Regions from separate parts of the Capra hircus genome. Here region 2 is linked to region 1. Evidence: chromatin contacts called from public Hi-C data. All regions are on one chromosome and are shown on one strand. Each heading gives the region's core, a stretch centred on a gene start, on an enhancer-like site or on the middle of the called end of the contact. The rest is flanking DNA. Distances are from core to core; before and after follow the strand shown.

The links. A called contact is a pair of places that touch in the nucleus more often than the background predicts.
Region 2: a Hi-C map of liver shows a contact between it and region 1, with 2.3 times the contacts expected there. The contact joins the promoter of ATP13A3 here to the enhancer-like site in region 1. A contact is called at or near these places in 4 of 5 Hi-C or Micro-C datasets (blood and liver).

The regions. Positions count from the first base shown.
Region 1 is chr1:72,689,518-72,692,916 of ARS1.2, reverse strand. The region is part of intron 9 of TMEM44 (transmembrane protein 44); the gene reads right to left. Among named protein-coding and RNA genes, the nearest start is that of TMEM44, 40 kb to the right of the region's middle. Within about 2 kb of position 2,091, at least 3 of the 5 cell types and tissues checked have an H3K27ac peak or open chromatin away from gene starts, as enhancers often do.
Region 2 is chr1:72,784,884-72,788,686 of ARS1.2, reverse strand. ATP13A3 (probable cation-transporting ATPase 13A3) reads right to left here and starts at 2,075. Exons shown (of 33, transcript XM_018046535.1): 1 at 1,561-2,075; 2 at 398-441.

The DNA.
Region 1 (3,399 bases), core at 842-3,341:
TGAGGTCAGCTAACTCATCAAAAACAAACACTTAAAACCTAATCCAGAGTGGTGGTCAGTGCCAGTGAATATTTCATCACTGACTCAGACAAGTATGGGAAACCGAAATTTGCAGGAGTAGGGGTAAAAGGTTAAAAAAAAAAAGGTGAGCACACAGGTACTAATGATGCGGTACCAAAGTCTTCTATTGTTCTAATAGGATGGATAAGAGAGAAAGCTCTGTATGCGGGCCAAAAGCAAGGGAATCCTTACTGATTCCAGCCACAGAGGTATGTGGGGGTCAGGCTCAATTCTCTTCTGTGGGTCTTAATTTCTCCTTGTGTGAACTGGGAGTCTGAATCAGGAACTAGATAACATGAGCTCTCATTTCTGAGTTTCTATGACTGGTGATTCTGAGTCACAAGGCTGCATTTGAGGTATCAAAAGACCCAGGAAACAACAAGCAAAGGCCATGTAGGATGTGTCAGCCCAGGCTAGACAATCTATTTGGGCAAGAAAATAGAGCTAGGCATAGATGTGCACTCAAGAAAAATGCTCCTCCAGCTGCTCAAACATGAATCAAACAATCCAGTCCTTAGAAGGTCAGGACAAGGTCCTCAAGGCTCCCTGAGTCACTTGACTGACAATGCCTGCAGCCTGCCAGTTATAAAACACAAATTGTAGCTCTGAACAGAAAGAGTCCAATTTAATTCGTGATTTACTGATAATAACTGAATTGATTCTACTACTTGGTCATGAGAAATAGCATTGCGTTAAAATGACCACCTCATCTCCCAGTCACCCTGCTGGTGAGGGCCCGAGCTGATCTGCTTGGGGCAGCTCAGCCCCTCGTCCATGTCTGGGGCTGTGTCAGGCCCTTCTGGTGCTGGTTTCTCATCTACCTGTGGTTGCAGACTTGGGGGTATACCTCTAAGCAAATCCCTTCCAGACATTATCAGAAATGCCAAGTAAAAGAGTTCCCTGGCCCCTCAGCCTCCAAGACCCAGTCGCCTAGCAGTGGAAGCAGGGGCCTGGTCCGTTCTCTAAGAATGGACAGTGTGTTTCTGGGTGAATTCTATTTTCAAGTGGAGACCCAAGTGCTAGATCTGGTTTTGGACCAGCCTCACCAGGAGGGCCCAGGGTGCTTATCAAAAAGGCTCCCTTGACCCCATCTGTAGCTTGGGATCTAAGGCTTGGCATTTGAACAAGCTCCTAGGGTGATTCTTAGCCACCCTGATGTATCAGAACCACTGCTTCAGCTCCTAAAATGTCTTCTTAAGAGTTATCCTTGCTACTCCTGACCAGTTCAGCTGCCAGGAAACAGAAACTCTGATGAGGCACTCTTTAAACTGGGTTAAAACCTTCAAAAATGTTTTAAATCTCTTCCTTCTGAATTCCCCAAATAATGTGTTTTTAAATGTCATTTTAAGTAATAAAAACATCGCTGGAATCCAGGCATGCAGAGAATTTGAGCAGAAGATAATCTACTCTCTGATCATAAAAACAAAAAAAATCCTGGGAGGTGACAGGCACAGGTGGCTGTCATGAATCATGTGCTCATTTGTCACTTGGAGTTGAGGATGGCAGGGAGACAGGAGCCAGCTGGCCAAGGTCTCCAAGTGACAACACGGGGGAATGTTGATCTATGCTCTCTCAGTCACTCCCAGCACCATTGCCACTAGGGAGCTGCTGGGCTTCCTCCCGTTCAGAGACTTGTTCCAAGCACATTTCTTCCTTGGGTAATGCATCTTCTCTGAATCCCTACTAGATGGTTTGGACAAAGCAGAAAGAACTCTGAACTGAAAGAACCTGGAAAGAACCTCAACTTTCAGACTCTCCTCTTATTTTCAGATTTTTTTCCCCTAGAGGAATTTGGCAGGGGCCCAGCCATCTAAGAGGGGCTCACAAAAACAGGAACTGAAATCAAGCCACAGGAAGTCCCTTCTGGAGTAAAGAGAGAGCACAATTGTCCATACCTGCTCCGAGATTAGGGCTTCCCAATACTTCTGCTGCAGAATAAAAAGAGATAAAGAAAAAAAGTGTTGAATAGAGTTTGCCACCATCACGGAGCAGAGCAGAGATCAGCGCCAGCCCATCAGCTCCTTGAGCCAGAAGCCTGGCCCTGCATTGGGCTGGAGGCAAAGGAACAGCTGATTTCAGCAAGCAAGAAGGCAGCAGCTACTAGCGGCTCCAATTTAGTTAAATGGTCACTAGGATAATTGTGATAATTATGAAGGGCTTGAAAAAGATTATCATCTATACAGATTTTAAATTACTATTATTAGGATTTATTATTATTAGACATAACAATGAAGATTCCATTTATTAACCACATGGCTGAGATGAGTCAACTCGAAACCATAAAACTAAGAAAAAGAGATGCAAATAAAATCTTCACTTTGAAACTCCAGGGTATTTGCTACCACCCAAGATTCATTTTTAATCAGCCTTTACTGTACAGTTGGTTCCACCCCAAACCTCAAATATATCTGATTCAGGTTCTTAAAGGGTAACTTTGCCATCTGCTCTCATTCCTCTGGCACCTCCTGCAGTGCCCGGGACATGTGTGTTTGTGTGTGTGTGTGTGTGTGTAGCTGTGTTATCTGAATTAAGATTATAAAAACTTTATTGAACCCCTCTATTTGTCTGCTGATAACTGCTAGCCCAGAGATGGGGCTCAGCTATGTGTGGGGGTGGGGGGTTGCGGGTGGAGTTCCACAGAGGTGGAGGAAGGGGCGGAGCAGGCAGGGAGGTGCCCCAGGCTGTGCTGGCAGAGCTCTGCCGCAAGCTCACACCCAGGGCACCTGGTAGGCCCAGAGCAAAGGGCAGAGACCCCATCTTGACTCTGAGGAGGGCAGAGAAGGGGCACCAAAGCTGGGTTCTTGGTCCGTGCCCCCACACAAGCTCCCTGTCCCTCCCTGGGCAGGATGTGGTGGCCCCAGCAGGAGAGAGGGCAGAATATGGGGTGGGTGAGGCAAAAGGAAGCCTGACAGTCTTCTCCCCAGTTCCTCCCTCTTCTCCCGCCTTCCCATCCTCCCCCATGAAGCCCTTCCCGTTTTTTGCAGGAGGACAGAATGTACTTCAAAAACTTGAGTCACCGCTGACTTCAGCTGTGCCACGCCTTTTTCTTTTGAACAACTCTTTAATTATAAGATTTTCAATCATACACAAAAGTAAAACAATAACACCCATGGACACACCCTCCTTCATTTGTTCTAGCTCCCCAAGCTTTCATTGGCTTAAGTATTTTAAAGTAAATAATGTCGTCTGTAAATACTTCAGTATTATCTTATAGATAAGGACTTTAAAAAAATCCTAAGCACAATGCCATTATTACACCTAACAAAGTTGTTATCATTCCACAGCATTGATTTTTTAATGACATCCTACTGGAGGGAACATAAACTGCAAAAAAAAAAG
Region 2 (3,803 bases), core at 826-3,325, 96 kb before region 1:
CTAAGAATACCACATATATTTCACTGAAACAAAATTAATAAACGTGTGCTGAATTCTAAGCAAAGGCAGCATTTTTAACTAGGTAATCACCCTTCAAAAGACAATCAAATCAGATTAGCAGCAGTCTTCAGAAAACTGTTCATTTTGCAATAATCTTAAACGTCCCTGCATTTCTCAAAGATTTAAAAAAATTCTAACTTCCTGACTCAGAGATCCAAAATAGCCATTACATACACAAATGTTCTACTCATTTAGTTTGGAATCATGTGCAGGAAACCTAGGTTTCTGTTTCTAGGTTTACAACTCCATGCCCATTCGTTTTCCACTAATATAACCACTAAATATAGCTCTAAAACACTGATGATTAAAAGTAGTTAATTATGTGAGTGATTCATACCTCCTATGTCCAGACACCAAGATCCAAGGATGTTTCTGTCAGATCTATGGGAAAAGGAATAATAAACACCTGTTACAAAAGCTTTCCAAATTCGGAAGCTCCGAATTTTTGTCAGTCCCCAATCACTGGTGGTGCTGGAGAAGACTCTTGAAAGTCCCTTGGACAACAAGGAGATCAAACCAGTCAATCATAAAAGAAATCAACCCTGAATACTCATTGGCAAGGGCCGATGCCGAAGAAGCTCCAATAGTTTGATCACCTGACGCGAAGAGCCGACTCACTGGGAAAGATCCTGACGCTGGGATAGAAGGCAGAAGAAGAGGGCGACAGAGGATGAGATGGTTGGAAGGCATCACCCATTCAATGGACATGAATTTGGGCAAACTCCGAGATAGTGAGGGACACGCAGGTCTGGAGTGCCGCAGTCCAGGGGGTCGCAAAGAGTCGGACACGACTAGGTGACTAAACAACAAAATCAGATTCCCTCGGCTCCCCACGGCCGCAAAAGAAAAAGAAAAAACCCAGGTCACACATCCACCAGAACCTAACTTTTCCGAAGACGTGGGGAGAAGGAGAAGCTATAGAGAGAGCGGTCACGGAAGTACTGGAGGAAAGGGCCCTAGGTGTTTCCAGAGCCGAAGTGAGAGGCCTTTGGCAAGTTGTTAAGTCACTTTTCCTCTCTGGGCCTCACTCGGCTTAATGCGGTGACTGGCAAAGCTACTACTCCGTGATTCCTCAGTAAGTACCCAAGCAAACCCATCAAGCTCCCTGCCAATACCGCTACCTTCGATCTCACCATCTCCAGGACTTTCTAAAAGCGCTGGACCACCTCACCATCTCACTCGCAAACCCCAACGCACTTGCCTCCCCAACTAGCGGCGTGTCCATCCAGGCCTTCACACCCACAACGTGGAGCCCTTCTTCTCGCCGCACCTGTCCCAGACAATCAGCAGTCTTAGCGCTCCCCTCCTCACCCTACACACACCTTCCCAGAAAAATGATGCCCAATTCCGGCCCGAGGAGGCCGACCCCGAGCTCACCTGGTGCCCGCCACCCCCAACAATACCACTCACCTCTTCCAACCTCCCACATCACCACCACCACCCGCTCCACGCCCCGTTCACCCTGCCCTCCGCCGTGACGGGGAAGCTGGAGCCACTCACCTGGCGCCCCCGCGCCGTCTCCCGGGCGGCCTCCCGTCCGGAGCTGCCAAAGGGCCGTGTGGGGCCGGGGCCGGGCTCGCCGCTGTAGCCGCCGCCGCCGCCGCTTCACCTCAGCCCAGCCCCATCGCCCTCGGCCAGCGCCGGCGGCCGCGGGTCGCTCGAGCTCGAGGAGCCGCCGCCGCCGCGCGCTGCGGCTCCGGGTGAGGGGAGGGAGGCGCCGCGGCGGGGCCCGGGCCGAGCCGGGCGCTGGGGCGTCCGCGCTCTCCTCCTCTGCGCCCGCGGCGGCTGCGTGCAGCCGGAGCAGGGCGAGAACAAGGGCGGGCGACAGGGGGAGGTAGGCAGGGGAGGGGGGCGTTCTGCACTCCGAAACTGCCTCTCGCCGCCAGCGACGAAGCGAACCCCCCTCCCCTCAGCGGTGGCGCCTGGATCACGCTGCGGGGAGAGCCAGCGGGCGGACAGGGGAGCGCGCGCTGCTAGCTCGGGACTCCCGCGCCGGATGTGAGGTCACGTGCTTGCCTCATCCAGCGCGGAGGGCGGAGGGGCGCAGAGGGTACGCCGGGAGGGGCGGGGCCGGAGTGGGCGGGGGCGATGACCAGGCCCCGCCCACATCTTCCCCTTTAGCCCCCCTTCCCGAGGCTGGAGCAGAAAAGAAAGAGGGAGGAAGAGCGCTGCAGAGGAGCTGTCTGTTGGGTAGGTGTTTCTAACGCAGGACGGCATTTTTTTTTGGCGGGAGGAGGTGATATTTGCCATCTTGGCCGCCGTGCAAACACCAGATTACAGTCCAAATCCTCATTTTATGAACAGGGAAACCGAGTTGTATTGAGGGGCCTAGCCTGACTTGCCCAGAGTCAAGGTCACAGAGGTAGCTTGTACAAGAATGATGGAGAGGAGGTTAGATCCTGGCTCGGCTCGCAGTTCCTTAACATTACACTCCCCCTTGCAGAAACCAAAAACTATAGATCGCATTTAACAACCGACTCAGCGGTGCCCAGCCTTGGGAGGAGGATTGGAAGGCGTACCCAAGAGAAAGCTCCCACGCTCCCACTACATCTCCTCCAGCGGTAGGGATTTTCTTCCGACAGCGCTGGATGCAAGTTAAATACTTCCCCTAGCAAAAGATTTATCTCGGGGCACAGAGATGAACAAATCTTCCGGCCGGGTGAACAAATAGCGAGTTCGGTTTTCGCGGTGTCCCTTGGGCGACTCGCACAAGGAGCGCACTCAGCCACCTGCTGCCTCGGGCTCCGGCCATCTTTTCGCCCTGAGACTCTCGCCCGCGCCCTTCAGGCCCCGCCATCACTGTTAGTGTCATTCACCTCGCGGCCAACAGAACTCCCATCTGCAGGGGCGGAAGTAAGGAAGAGACTCCCGACCTCTGGTGTACCGGCCTTGGGAGCTTTCAGGCTCTGGTTCCTGGCGCATGATACTACAAGTCGGGGGTTGCTACCCTTGATCCACGGCACGTGGTGACACCTCATCTGACACAGCACATACCCATGGCATCGATGTCGCCTAACCGGGAGCCAAGAACACGCTGCTCCTGGGCACCTACGTCACATGGAGGGGGACAGTTTACGCGTACTTTCTCGTACCGCGTGGTGTGGGCGGACATTGTACCCAGATGGATCTATAGCCCTGTCTCCAGCCCATGGGGTCAGTCTCACCGTCTGTTTCCTCCCTCAAATGAGTAAATGAGATAAGGAGTGTGGTATTTGTTGGGCAAAGTATAAGAAGCTGTCTTGGTGGGGTTGAGCCCATAAAGCTTCCTTCCTCACCTCTCCTTGCTTCTTGGATCCTTGCTGTTTTCTCTTGGCCTTTAAACAAACTTAGCTCCTAAAAACAAAACTATGGTGCCCAACCTTCACTCCAAGTGCCCTCTCCAGTTAGCTTCCAAGGGCTCCTCTCCCTCTCATGACCTCTTAAAACAGTGGTCTCTCTGCTGTCTCCACTTCCTCATTTCTGGACACTGGGCATTCCAGCTTCCCCTCTTCTCCCCAACACACACCCTTCCTCACCCTGCTTGGGTAAGAGAACCCCTGACTCTCCCAAATCTTAGTGGCATTCTGCAGGCATTCTCTTTCTGGGTCTCTCTGCTACATTTGACAATTCAGATGACTCCCACCTTCTGGAATCTCAACATTCTCTTGGTTTGCAGAAGAGTATATTCTTCCAGTTCTAACATCTCAGTAAATAAGGCCTCTGCCTCCTTGGGTGGCATCCTTAAGTGCCACTAATTCTGAGTC